2 separate regions of the Gossypium hirsutum genome follow, and region 2 is linked to region 1. Evidence: chromatin contacts called from public Hi-C data. All regions are on one chromosome and are shown on one strand. Each heading gives the region's core, a stretch centred on a gene start, on an enhancer-like site or on the middle of the called end of the contact. The rest is flanking DNA. Distances are from core to core; before and after follow the strand shown.

Region 1 (7,762 bases), core at 3,570-6,069:
AAACTTATTTGGGTCTTATTTTCTAATGTTTTGAGACATTTTCCATTTACTTTTTATTTAGGTTTCCATAACTATATATTTAATAAAAAATTCAGAAAATTACATTTCAATCAAATTAGTGAATTCTCCATCTATAATTAGTGAAGTCTTTATTTAAGCATGTTGAAACAAGTTTATTACGAAAAGGTTTAGTTATTATATGATGAAATTGAAAAACTGAAATATTGTGTGACCGCTTTCTCTATTTTTATTTATTTAATTAATAATTAATTATAGGATTCATGTGATGCGGCACCGTTCCCGCTTTGCTTGCTCTGCCTACCTTCTCAAACAGCCCCCCATGTGACCACCGACAACTGCCAGCTGCAATCAATTAGGACCCGTGTTCTATCCTATACGCTCCCTCTCTCCACTCTGCCCTTCAACTTGCCACTAATAACTCGCCACGTCATCAAACTATCACTCCCATGTACCAAAACAGCCTTGTTTTCCCATCAAAATTACCAAATCAACACCACCGTTTTGACGTGGCATCCCAACCAGTAGCTCATACAGCTTATCCACCACACACGAATATACTCCTCAACGCGGCTAAGCCAGTTTTCATTATTATTCTTATTCAATTTTCACTTTTATTTAATTTCCTTATCTTTACTCCCACTTTATCATCATCACTGTCTCTTTAGCCTTTACCCTTTGTTTCGTTGATTTGTTTCTAAGGATTTAATCTCCAAACCTTCTTCCCATTTCTTCATTACATTGTTCAAGAAAAAAGAAGCAAAAAAACATGGCCAAAGTTCTGTTGTTCATTGCACTATGTGTGCTTCCAGCTTTGGTTAGTGCTACACGCATTCTGAATAATCAATTGGTGGTAGAAGGCTATGTGTACTGTGATACTTGCCGTGCTGGTTTTGAAACCCCTAAGACTAGAAGCCTAGCTGGTACTTTCCATTTCTAACATACTTTGATCTTAATCTATGTTTTACTATGTTGGCTTTTGTGTATTATGTTGGTGACATTGTTAGATCTGGTGTTTAAGGTTTTAAAGTGGTAGATCTGTGAAGTAGTTTGTAGGTTTTGATGTTACATTGAGTTAAAGTGAATGATAGGGTGTCTAAACATAAAATAATGGGAACAACCATGACATGTTGAACTGGAGGTCAAAATCAGTAGGCGGTTCAAAGATGCAAATTTTAATAGAAATGGGGAAACTTTAAGGTTTAAGATGATAATTTTGCTCATAGATTTATAAACCCAAAAATGTTGGTTCTTGGACATGGAACAGGATGTTGTGTATTGTTTAATGGCTGTCTTGCCTGGATCTTTCGTTCCCCTTGTCTGATCTATGTGATGTTTAATATCGGTACTTTGTCGTATTTGGTTCTGAATCTTGGTATACTGATATCATGTGCTTTGTAGATGCCATGGTTAGGTTGGTATGCTCCGACAGGAAGAGCGGCCAAGTTGTCTTCAAAAAGGAGGGATACACCGACAAAACCGGAAAATACCAGATTCGTGTATCCGAGGATCACTTGGATCAGATCTGTGATGCAGTTCTTGTGAAGAGCTCCCAGCTTGGTTGTGCCACAATGTCCCCCGGTCGTGAACGTGCCCGTGTTATCTTGACCAACTTCAATGGCATTTCATCCACCACCCGTTATGCCAATGCCATGGGCTTCATGGTTGACGAGCCTGAAGCAGGCTGTGCTGAGATGATGAAGATGTATCAGGAGGATGAGGAGGATGTCTAGTGTGTTGGTTTGGATTTATTTGCATATGAAATATGATGTTGTCTGCTATTTGTTATGTGAATTGCTCCGTTATTTCTACGTTTAGAGGACTTCTATAACTTATTTTTCTTACAAATTCTATTACCAATTATATAAACCTAAGCTATGGCTTCTATCTCGGAAGTATTTTTTTGGGTAATTGATGTTGTTTCAACTTGATGAAACTGCTGTTTATTTAGCAATAAGGTACATTAGCTATGAGTTGTATTATTTAACAACTTGAATCTCTGATTCTTTGTCTCCAATGCTCAATAAATAAGACCCTTCTTCAATCACCATCGAACCATCTTTCTTGGCTGAGCTAAGATGCTCACATGGCCTCAACTCAAATTCAACATCAGCTCTTTCCCCTGCGTTCAGGTTAACACTCTGGAATGCAACTAATTGTCTCACTGGCCTCCCATTGACCATCTTTGGTTGCCTCACAAATAGCAACATTGGATGCTTACCGGCCATCGCACCATGGTTTTTAACTCGAACCTTGACTGTGTACTTCATTTTTTCACAAACTTCGTCTCCCATCTCTGAAACAGGCAAGTACCTGTGAGGATTTGAGCTCTCAACCATTATATGGACCCTGTTTTGTGTTACAGGGAGAATTTCATAAGTGTAGTTCGAGTAGCTAAGACCATAACCAAATTCAAAAACCTTCGGTCCTTGGTAGAATCTGTAGGTGCGTCCGGGATAGCTGGATGAAGGTTCAGGTCGCATTCTCATGTCCGTCATCGGCACGTTAACATAACTTTGTGGATACCAAGTAACTGGTAACCTCCCTCCTGTATACAAATTTGAAGCTTACAAACTTAAGTATGCCTTTTGTTTATCATGCAAAGAAAAGAAATGAACTCACCAGGGTTGTGATCACCAAATATAATTTCTGCTAATGCACGACCTCCGGCTTCACCTGGATAACCGGCCCATAGAATGCTTCCGATGTGTTGATCATTTTTAGCGAATGATATGTCAACCGGACCTCCTGATAGAAGCACCAAAATGACTGGATTCTTGGCAACTCTTGCGATTCTAGAAATCAGGTTTTGTTGCTTTGGTGGAAGAAGCAAGTCTACACGATCATGATCTTCACTCTCTTGTGTTTGATCTAATCCCATTACTAACACAACATGATCTGCTCCTTTTGCTATCTTCACTGATTGAGCAATGAAGGCAGAAGAACAATTAACTGCATTACAACCTTGGTGAAACCTGGTGTCTTTAACATAACTTTGCAGCCCTTGCAATGGTGTAACAGGTTTGCAAGGAGGGCCTGCATAGTTTCCGACAAGTGTTTTTGCAGAATTCGCATTAGGCCCTATCACTGCAAGGGAAGTAGTTTTGGTTTTCGAAAGCGGAAGGAGTTTATCCGTGTTCTTCAGAAGGACAATGCCATTTCGAGCAGCCTCAAGGGCAAGATTCCGATGCTCTTGAGAACAGACCTTATCTGAACCAATGGTTCCATAAGGCTGTTTAACTGGATTGCCGTCGAAAAGCCCCAGCCTTATTCTGACTGAGAAAAGGTTATGAAGGGCTCTGTCTATTTTAGATACAGGTAATTTTCTCTTTTCAACAGCTGATTTGGTGTATTTCTTCAAATAGGTACCACAGTTGACATCCATTCCTGTAAAATTCGTTGATCAAAGGTTCATAACGATGATATTAACGTCCATCAATACAGCCTAGCTTTAGATATTAAAAAAAACTAATACCAGCTTTAAGAACATCAGCTACAGCATCCTCTGGTAGTTTAGCATATCCTTGATCTTCATGAATGATGGCGACAGCATCACAGTCAGAGGTGATGTATCCATTGAAACCCCATTGGCCTCGGGCTGTTTTCGACAACAGATTGTAATCAGCACAGTTAGGGACTCCATTAACACGATTGTAAGCACACATTATCCCACTAGCTTTCCCTTGCTGTATGCAGCTCTGGAATGGAGGCTGATATGTATCTGCCAGATCCTGTAAACTGACCTGAAATACACAAAAAAATGGAGTTTTCCAAATTCAAAGCCAATCAAACAAACAAATTATGTTACAAATTTTGACGTGTACAATTTACACATACTTTTGCATTGAAGACATATCGTTTCACTCCTTTCCAGTTATCCAAATCATAAGCAGTAAAATGCTTACAACAAGCTGAAGCTTGAAGATGTTGGCCAAGTTTCCCACCTTCAAAAGAGTCCCCTTGTATCCCTCTCACAAATGAAACTGCATATTTCCCAGAAACCAATGGATCCTCACCAGGCGTCTCTTGCCCTCTTCCCCACCTTGGATCCCTATATATATTAATGTTGGGTGCCCAAAATGTCATGCCCATTGCTTGTCCAGCGTTGTAAATAGCTCTAGCTTCTATTCCAACTGCCTGAAAACAATCATAAATTGAAAATATGAATCATAAAAAAAGATGAAAAAAAAGGGGTCCTTGAGGACTTGCCTGAGCAATGCGATACCAAAGGTGAGCATCAAAGGAAGCAGCGGTGAGAATGACTTGAGGGAAACTGGTGGCTGACTGGATTGTTCCATTGAAACGAATACCTTGCGTGACCCTCAACGAATAGGCAACACCATGCAGCGCTTCGGACCACCATTGATAGGCAGGGATGCCAAGTCTTGGAATGGAGGAGGCTGAGTTAACGAGTTGGGATATCTTCTCGTCTAATGTGAGCCTGGAAACCAGATCCTGGACACGTTGGGTGATGGGGAGTGTAGTTTTGCAAAAAGGGTAGGATTTGGTTCGTGGGTCGGATATGTCGCAGGAGAACGGAGGCTGAGTCGACTCAGCTAAGATGAGCAGCAATGAAGTAAGGTGAATGAGATAAAGGACGGATAGAGTTGGGAGTTTCATGTTGGTAAAGGTGACTGAATTGTTAGAGCAGAACTGGAACGAGCGAATAGACAAGGAAGTGGTGTGAGAGCTTTGCTGCATCTCTTGTCTAATGAGTTATGGGACCACTGTTACACTGAATGGGCTTTTGGGACCTTATTCTGTTACAAGATAATATCACGAGTTATTTTTTTAATTAAGATTTTCGTTTATTATGAATTAATACTTGAACCTAAAATTTCTTTTAGACGTAATTGATATCAAAATTTGGAAACATATTAATTTATTATTTTCTTTTAGGTATTTGACTATCATCATCATCAAAATACGTGGACATAACATTGATATCTAATAATACATGACAACCTTTCATTTTGACACATGATAAAAATAAAAATAAAAAATTATTTAAAAATTTTATCACATGTCATCATGCTATTGACTATTAATGTCATATCAATCTTTTTAACAGTGTTTTTAACAGTGTTAGTCAGATACCTAAAAAAAGTATCAAATTGATTTACAATTTTCAAATTTAGGTATCAATTAGGTAAAAAAAACAATTAACGTACCAAGTAAGTACAAGTTGCCAAATTTAAATAGTTTCGTATATATTAATCCTTTTATTACTATTTTTTTTAAAGATTTGTTACTAATTTTTTCAATACCGTCTATATATATATTGTATTTGTGGGTTAAAACACTAGCAAAAACTTATCAACTCTAAAATTATAATTACAAATAGTGAAATGCCCTTAATAATTTTTAATAAATTATTATATCATATTTTTATTAAAATCAAATAATGGTTTATTATTACTATTCTCATTAATATTAAAGTCATTATTAAAGTTCATCAATTAATTATTAAAATAAAATATATTATCTGAATTTTTTATTAAATTGAATATCAATTAATATTTTTATTTTTGTTTTGAATATTTTATTATTATAAAAGTGAATGTTCATTAGAATAAAAAGTTTGATATACATTAAAACTCTAAAGTTCATTAGGAGTAGAACTATATGTAATTTATACTTCTTATGTCTATAAATATAGACTTGGAGAAGTATTGCTCTCCTATTTTATTGATAAATAAAATAAGTAACTACGTTTGCTCTCCTATTTCTCTTATTTTTATTCTCTCTATTTTTTTATTTCATAACAATTTTGAAGTTGTTATAAAATAAAGGGAGACGGAGAGAATAAAGAACAAAAAAAATATGAAAGCAATAAATAATGTACTTTATTGATCAAAGGAAGGATTACAATACTTCATCAGAATATCTATTTATAGGCATAAGAAGTATAAAAGAAGTAGAGATCTAATTCTAATAACTATTAGAATTTAAAGTACATTAAAACTTTATCTTAATCATGATGGACATCCACTTAATAAGATATTCATATCACTCCCCATTGGATGTCCATTTATAGATAATGTACCTCGTTAAAACCTTATTAGGAAAACTTTGTGGGATAAAAACCTAATAAGGAAAAAGAGTACACAATCTATAATATGCATAATATGTTGCATTATTAAAAACCTTACCAGGAAAACCCAATGGGACAAAACCTCGATTAAGGGAAAAAGAGTGCAACTCATATTTACTTCCCCTCATGAAAGCATCACATATTTTGTTATATTCTACGTATTCAATCTTGAATACTAGTTTTTCAAATGTCTATTTGAATGTATTTGCTAAGCATTTATATTACCATTCTTTTAAAAGTCATGAGTGAGAGAAATTTGGGGAAATATATTTTGATCTCTTCAAGAGATTCAACAATAATCATAACAAACTTTAATCATGATTCTTTTATAAAAACACAAATAGGTATTTTGGATCATTTTATAATCCTCCTTCAACTACTATTCACTAAGTCAAATTTGCCACATATGTTCAAATTATTTCAATTTATATAAATGAACAATTTATTGAGAATTTCAATATGCTTCTAGCATCCTAAATTCTTCAAGGATTTTAATATAAACTTTACTATATAGTGATTCATAAAAGGTTATAACAATAACCATTAGACGCAAGTTAAATCTTTTATGAATTGTCAATTTAATAATATATCTAAAGGTTATTACTTCCACCACAAAAGAATATTATATCTTTTCATAATCAATTTTTATTCTGCTTTTGCAAAACTATTTCAATTGCACCCTCATTGGCTTTATACCTTTCAATATTTGGACTACTGGTCCAAAAACTCCACGAATTTAATTGTACTTGAGTTGCGTCTTTTTATTTCGATCAATTTATTCCATATCTATATTTCTCAATAGATTAATTCAAGATCTTCCTTTTATTTCATTATTTCAATAATAATATTGCATACAAAATAATTGTCGATCATATTTATTATTCGGTTCCACATTTTCTCGAATTGACGTAACTTATTGAAATCTCTTATTTTTATCATTTTAAAGTTTAGTTTCAAGTACCTGAATCTCTTTTGAAGTTTTACTTATTAGTTATGTCTCGGGTCTCTTCTAGAGCATCCGCCTCCACTATATGACCATCTAAAAGAATTTTCATCTTTGGAACCGATTAATCTATTATTTATTCTAACTGATTGTCCTACTGGAACTTTGATTCAAATTAAAATATTAGATGATATATAACACTTGGTTATTCTCATTAACTTTGTAAATACATCTAATAGTTAACTTGTAATGAGTTATCCTTATTGAACTTCTGGTTCAAATTACTCTCCCTCTAACTCATTACAAGTTATTATTTTTCTCCCCTAATGTCGAGAAAACTATCGAATCAAAATTGTAATCACAAATCATGTCATAATTGAATCTCAAATACATTTAAAACATTATTAATATAAAGAAACTTGTAATTAATATATATTCCCAACTTTCTTTGAGGATTCACTCATCTTTGTGCGTTGTCGTGGAGCAATTGGAACATATACGCACATACAAAAATTCAAAGATAAGAAATGTTTAGGTCTTGATCAAAAACCAATTGTAATGGGGAGTATTTATAACTTATTGGCTTGATGCGTACAACACGTAAATCAACATAATCTCATGTTGAAATAGGAAGTTTAATTCTCATAAGTAATGGTTTAGACATTAATAAGAGGTGCTCAATCAATAATTTCTCTAAACCATTATGC
Region 2 (7,762 bases), core at 2,257-4,756, 370 kb after region 1:
GTACACATTTTTTAATTTTTATAAATATATATATACACATACTTTTATATATTTTCTATGTTTCATAATTTTATATACATACTTATATTTTTTTACATATTAAAATATGTATATATATATTTTTTAATAATTCACACACATATATATTTTTCTTATATGTACATATATATTTTTACATTTTATAATTTTTATCTATTTTCTTTGTTATTGTTATTGTTTTACTTGATGTTTATTTATTTATTTATTTATTCACTTGACCATTATTATCATTATTATATTCTTTAAATGCTTCGGTTTTATTTGTTTATTTACTTGATATTGTGTATACATGATTGATTTGTTTTTTTATTTATCTTTTCATTATTATTATTATTTTGTTCTTGATCATGCTATTTATATTTACATTATCACAATTATTACTCCATTATATAATTTTTACCCAAATTCGTATAAACAGAAAATTTTGAAAAATAAAGGTAATACTCGGTATTTGGAATCTTCGAGAGGATTGAGCCCTAACGTATTGGGTTCCAACTCTTTCGTTGAATTTGAATAATCGAGAATGCTCTTTAATCAAAACATAAATAAAAAGCTCATTATCGAGAATTCAATACATTGTGTCTTAACGCATTGGATATGACATGTTGTTTTCTCGAGATGAGGATTTTTTTTCTAAATATAATAAAGGTAATATTCAATGTTTAGAATTTTGAGAAATTGTGCCTTAACGTATTGGGCTGCGATTTCTTCATCTGACTTAAACAATTGAATATCCTTTTAAATTTTATTGCACGAGTTTTTTTGGACAAGCTCGTTTTTGAGGAAGTGAAATATTATGCCCTAACTCATTGGGTGTGACATTTTCTCTTTTCAAAATGAGAGGGTCTTATCGAGTAACTTGTTTTATATAAGTTTTTAAAAAATAAAAAATAAAAGATCGTATTTTAAATCTCTTCAAAGTTTTCAATTTTCGACATTAAGACATTAATTAATTAACTAGGTACCAATTTTTGGGCGTTACGAGGGTGCTAATCCTTCCTCATACGTAACCGACTCCCGAATCCGTTTTTTTGAATTTCGTAGACTAAAATCGTTGTTTTAATAAAGACAAATCGCTTATTAAAAATAACCACTTTTGAGGTGATCCAATCATACCTAAATAAAAAGGATCGGTGGCGACTCCCATTTTCATTTTTTTTTCAAAATCCAAGTCGACCCAGTTTTTCAAAATAAAAATGGTTTTGACATCTAAAATTATTCATTGTCTCTTCTCAACCCTTCAATAAGAGGATAAATGCGCTTCAACGTGCTCGATCTTACGTCCTCCTGCATAGACAACAATGTCAATGCCAACCGAGTTAGGACTCAATCGACATGTATCATTTTTATTCTATATTAGTATGAATCTATATTGATGGATTTTGTTGTATTATTTTTAATTTATTGATAATTTTAAAATATTTTTATATAGATATTTATAAATTAATTTATAATTTATAATTAAATATATTAATATACATGTAAATTTATCTCAATTACATTCATAAAAATATCTTTACATACAAATATAAATTTTAAAATGATTTATTAGGGTAAATAATTTAATTGGATAATTTTTTTTAATATTTTAGTAAGAATTAATTTAACGTATAAAATGTTACACTAATTGATATATATCAGTATACACATGTTGAGGGTTATTATTTGATATATTTCTTTTAATTCTATAACTGCAGTTAAAAATTATCATGTACCTTAATTTTTTTGTATATTTTACTATATATTAAACACTTGTCATCACTTTAATTTAATATTGGAATGAAATACGTGAAAATGGCCCCACACACTTAAATTAGCGGCTGAGATTGCAAGAAAAATAGGAATTCTCTAAAATTTTTAATAATTTTCAATATTTATATTTTATTTTTTAGAATTATTGTTAACACAAATTTTAAAGATAGCAACTAAAATGTGATCATTCGATAACACTAATGACTGTTTTATAACTTTTAAAGGTTAAATGATCGGAATATAATTTTAAACAAAATTTAAGAATAATTAATATAAGTTACCCAAAAATAAGAATTGTTAAAGACAATATTCTAACAGGTAGAAGCCTAGTGATCAATACGGTCGATTTGGTGGTTCCGGTAACCTTGTATTAGATACAATGACGGAATTAAAAAAAATTTCAACAGAATTAAATTATATATTTTTACGATAATAAAAATATAATTTTATTATTTTTAAAAAATAAATTAAATTTTTATAATTTTAAGGGATAAAAAATATAATTTTATTATTATTAATTTAAAATGAAGAAATTTCCGTCAAACTCCAGGGAGCCACTGATTAGATGCCTGGCTGCATACATGCTTTAGTGGGTCGCACTATTATAATAGACCTAAAAGCAGAGGATGCTATCATGTAAATGTAGTTGGGTAAGAGTACAGAAGACAAAAGCTTTGATACCATTTCAACACAGACTTCATTTTAATTTCCTATAAGTCATTTTGCCACTTGTAAATGGAGACTTCTTCAGTGGAACTTTGTTTTATGACGAATGAATTTTGTGGAATTTGATGAGCGGAAAATGTGAGAGCAACTGCAGAATTGTAAGTATTATGAATCGTGTCCGTAAATGAACCGTATTGCACTGCAAATTCTGTCATAATCAATTTCCAACCAAAGAGGCGGCTCCCAAGGCAAAATTAGTAAAACACATTAATAATTGATTTAGACTGTTTTTATATTATTTAAGGGTTTTGAAAATCACAAGTTAAATGATAAAAAGCGCGTCTTCCGAAAACCACATTTTCTACCCTCCATCCCATGTTCGAATTTTCTCCTATATTTATCTATCATGTTTCTAATGAATAATTCAAGCATTTTTTTTAATTTTTTTAATTAATAAATATGTTGTTTTTAAATTTTTAATTAGTATATATTTTTTTATTTTAATTAACAATTTATTTATTTATATAAATAAGATGATCATTATGTTAAATATATTTTATTTTTAAAAACATCAACTAGTTTTTTGATATATTTTTATTTATATATAATTTTTATATGTCAAATATTTATTTTTTCACATATATCGTGACTATTGTAAATTCCAATATTATAAAAATAATTATTTCAAAAAAAAATAAACATTTTTCATAAAATATTATATATTAAAAAATATATCAAAAAAATTAATTGATGTTTTTAAAAAATAAAATATATTTGACATAATAATATATAGAAAAATTAGTTGATGTATTTTAAAAAATAAATATATTTAATATAATCATATATAAAAAATATTTTATTATATAATTACATATTTATTAATTAAAAGCATTAATTATAAATTAAAAAAAACTTCAAGCAACGTTCATTAAAAAAAAACAAACAAATAAGAGAGGGGATTCGAATCTGAAACCCAAGGGTAGAAAATGAAATATTTTTAAAAAATATTCTATAAAGCTTATTTTCCCAAATAATATAAAAAACGGCTAAATTGGTAATTGTTTCTAAAAATTTTCCTTGTTCACTAATTTTGCCCGGCTCCAAATTATTTTTTATCAGTCCTAGTTTTTCCTCTAGCTTTTCCAGGAAGCTTCGTTATCTCCGCCCCCCACAACATCAGCATGTCACCGTCTGCTGACGGAACCGTCAAATGCGCCTGCCGATGCTCCTCTTCGTCCCTCGAGAATGGCGGTTTCAACGATGACTCCGCCGATTATGGTCGTTTAAGTTCGGTTGACGGGACTTGCTCGCATTGCGCCGGATCAAAACCTTCGTCAAATTCTTCCTCTGCGCTTGCTTTTGGTACGGTTCCGTTAACGCAGTCGGAGAAGTTGCAGAGATTCCTCGTCGCCTCAGCTAAAGGATTCTCGATCGGGGCTGGCCTTAGAGGTGGATTAGCTCTCTTCTCGATTATAGCACGGTTACGGCGCAAAAAATCAAGGTAACTAATTGTTATACAAATAAATTTGATGATTTCATGTTAATTTGCTTTATTTATAGTTATATACTACTAAGGCAAGAATTATGATTGTAGGAAAGTTGAGTCGTTTTCTGATAAAGAAGCGATTGTTGTGGGGATCAAAGAGACTATTAGATACGGTCTTTTCCTTGGTACTTTTTCGGGTACATTTGTTTCTGTAGATGAAATTATTGTTGCTCTCGGGGGACATCACAGGCAATGATCTTCTTAACCTTAATTTTCCTGATTCAAACAAAGGAACTTATTATTAACTTGCGTTTGATTTATTTGAATTGTTGAATTTCTATTCAGGACTGCAAAGTGGAGGGCGTTAATAGCGGGACTTGTTGCAGGTCCTTCCATGCTTCTTACTGGACCTAATAAACAACATACGAGTTTGGCCATATACATACTCATGCGAGCTGCCGTATTGGCGTCACGCTGCGGAATGAAGAGTAAACGATTTGGGAAGCTTTGTAAACCTCTTACATGGAAGCATGGTGACATATTCCTTATGTGTCTCTCTTCTTCGCAAATTTTGTAGGTTCCTTTTGTTAAGTTGTCTTGGTTGTTGGCTTTGTTTTTTGCTATTAATTAAACTTTATTGCAATTCTTCTTAATGAATCTCGGTCATTATTGAATTTACCACATGGACTAAATGACCAAGTCTACTGGGATTCCCATCTCCTGGATTAAGTTACCAATCTCTAAACTATCCTGTCTGGAAAATTTAAGAGAAAACAAAGTGTTGTAGTCTATAATTTTGGAGGCATTCTGAAAATTATCTGACTATATTAGAATTGATTCATGACTGGAAAGTCTGATCAGCATGCCTAGGGACTTTGTTGTTCATTTTTCTGCGTCTTTTTTATCATTCCACCTGTTAAAGTTGGCAATCAAAATTGAAAATGTTCGTCTTTTCATCTCCAATTTTTAAAGTTCATTGAATCTTAGGCTTCATAGCATGAACTCAGATACTTATCTCTAAAAAAGATGGTCAGAGCCCAAATATGTGAAAAGAAAGTGGGAAAATGTTTGCTTGAATGAAGGTAAGTGCTAATTAAATGTTTTTGGGCATCATTTGAAAAGGAACTGTTTGGCTTTACAAGTTGTACAAGTAATAGCATCCAAAAACACTATCTCAGGAAATTTTTTTCTGTAATTTTCCTAAGAAGATGATGACTGTACATTTATTATTTTTCTCGAGTGTAATCTTTTAAGTGGAAGCATTTATGTTTTCAGGTCCTCTTACCTTTTGAAGCCAGAGAGTTTTCCCCCTTCGTATAGGTCATTTCTCAATAAACATGTTGGAAAGGATCAGGTCATCCTGCAAGGCGTTAAAGAGCATGCAAGTGGCCTTCCATACACTAATTTGGAAGCAATAGAGAAATTTTATAAGGCAAAAGGAGCAGACGTTAAATTAGATCCAAATATGAAAATCCCATGTTCGGTATGATCCTTCTTTCTCCATTTCTGTTGTTCTGCTGAGTAGCAATAATGTCTATACTTTGTTCATAGTGTACAGCACTCTACCAATAGGCTATATGGTTATTGGCAGTATGCATTCTTGTTTAATTGCATTTCTTTCTTCCTTTGGAACAAAAACAATAATAACAAATCATTTTCCCTCTACATAGCATCCATGTTATTAACAAGGCTTCGCTGTTGTGCTTTAATTATTTAGGACCATATCTTGAGTAAGATCATTAAAGGCTAGTGCTTCAATTTCCATCCCTGACAGTTTGTCTTTATGAACATCAAGTTAGATGCCTGTTAAAAAGAATAATTTGCAAGAATTGAAGAAAGCTAAGTATTAAGGTTTAGGTTCAGAAAAGTAATGTGAAGTGACATTCAGCTTTTCGTTTCTTTGTTCCTTTTATATCTCATAAAGCTCATTTTTTGGCCAAAAACTCTCATTCATGCTGCTTTATTAGCAATTACGAAAAGGAAGTACGAAATTGGAATTAGGGGAGAGTATGAAAATATTTGAAAACATAAGCAATAGAACATGAATGTGCAAATTTGCATTTTTTTTTTGCTCCTTGACTTTAGTTGGTCTGTTTTTCCGCCTGACACTGCCTTCCAACTTCTACGAATTTGAGAACCTGATCATTTATTATTGTTGTTTGAAATATGTGTTGACTCATAAATGTAAAAGCACATAGTTAATGCATTTTTGACAGTTTAATAATCATGTAGTTATAATCCGGAGTTCTCCATTCCAAAATCTATATATTGCACTTCATCATCCTTGCAGTCTCCGAAATCCTTGAGAGCAGATCTCTTTTGCAATTGTTCTCATTGCCATAAGATGCTCAGAGTGCTCATATAAGCAATTTGCTTGACTGCTGAAACAAACTAGATTCTCTTGCAGGAATTGTTTTGTCTGTGATTTCTGTTTAAATTACCGAAATGACTTTAGAAAGTTCACAACAGACTTTGAATTCAAGCACTGCTAAGGCTTGAAGTTTTCTTTGCAAAAGTATACTGTTACTTTTGATAATTGTGCTTAAACCCTTGAGCTATTTACAGATGATACACGGGAATCAAGCATGCAGTTCACATGTTTTTACTTTTTTTAGTGAAGCATATAAAAGATCATTACCGGTATATCTTCCAGTTTATTTGATTCCTACACTAATAGTTCATCGTCAAGGCCTCCTAAAAAGGTAAAGTAGTTAGCTCAAAATTTGGTGCAATATTCTCTTACCATTTGGCTGCTTCATTTTTTTCTTATATTATAAATATAATATTTTTTTTAAAAGTTCGTTAACTTTAAATGTTGGTTTACATTATTCCCTCCACTTCTGGCCCTCCGTTACCACAGTATCTAAGTTCCACTTTATAATTTGATATGAGATTTGAGCATGTTAAATGATATGGTTGCTATAATTTTTGGTATGCTTGTTAAAATTTTGCTTCATAGCGATTTGTTTAACAACGAATTATACGAATTATACGTCTAATTAGGTTTTAAGCACCTCATGATTTGAGCATCAGAAAGATCCTCACTAGAGGTTCTTCTTTTATCCATTTCTAGTATAAAACTTCTGCTAGTATTTTGCTTTCTTTCCGTCCTCCCTGGCTCCAAGTTATTATTATTGTCTAACATAATTCTTGACTTTAATACAGGCCTTACACAATATTAGGGAAGAGTCTTCTTGGTACAGCCAGATCAAGCTTATTTTTGTCTGCCTATACCGCATCTGCTTGGTTAGTGTATTATATTATTTCAATCATGTCATGCATTGTTTTCATAGATTGTCTATTTGTTCCCCAGGATCAGAAGTTCTTAACGTATTTCAACTTCAATTTTAGGATTCTCCCATTTTAAACTTTTCCTGATATAACCGTCATTTAGATTTGGTGTTTCCATTAAAGTAACTAAAACATAGTTATTGTTGGTCAAAATTCTGCATTCAACCTTTCCTTTCTTTCTTACTTTGATTGTTCTTACGATGATCAGTATCTCATACTGGTCAACTATATTATATTAGTCAGTGATGAGCAATCATTTTTACGTGCATAATCACATGCCATTTATGACTAGTAAATTTTCATACCTTCAGTATTGGTTCTATGCTTCTATTATGGCGGTACACTTTGAATGTCTTCTTTTGTTTCAATGCTCAGTTTGATTGTTGGGACATCAGGATTGTTGGTTTCGAAGCTGCTAGTAATTACTTATCATAATTTCCTGCAAAATACTTGAAAGAAAAACCAAGGGAGAATCATTAGTTTTGTCTAATGTTTGCAGGATAAAGCAAGCTTTGAATAGGATAATAT

The links. Hi-C and Micro-C count contacts between places; a contact is called where the count stands out from the background.
Region 2: a Hi-C map of leaf shows a contact between it and region 1, with 3 times the contacts expected there. The contact joins the promoter of LOC107910235 here to the promoter of LOC107910582 in region 1. A contact is called at or near these places in 4 of 34 Hi-C or Micro-C datasets (callus, leaf and petal).

Annotation. Positions count from the first base shown.
Region 1 is chrD02:14,220,889-14,228,650 of Gossypium_hirsutum_v2.1, forward strand. LOC107910582 (probable beta-D-xylosidase 7) reads right to left here and starts at 4,820. Exons shown (of 5, transcript XM_016838461.2): 1 at 4,228-4,820; 2 at 3,856-4,155; 3 at 3,494-3,761; 4 at 2,641-3,405; 5 at 1,466-2,566. The coding sequence starts at 4,719. The coding sequence ends at 1,998. It overlaps LOC107910583 (protein DOWNSTREAM OF FLC), which reads left to right and starts at 530. Exons shown (of 2, transcript XM_016838462.2): 1 at 530-941; 2 at 1,420-1,929. The coding sequence starts at 788. The coding sequence ends at 1,751.
Region 2 is chrD02:14,590,549-14,598,310 of Gossypium_hirsutum_v2.1, forward strand. It overlaps LOC107910235, which reads left to right and starts at 3,507. Exons shown (of 8, transcript XM_016838018.2): 1 at 3,507-3,958; 2 at 4,052-4,192; 3 at 4,289-4,516; 4 at 5,219-5,426; 5 at 6,509-6,645; 6 at 7,109-7,189. The coding sequence starts at 3,639.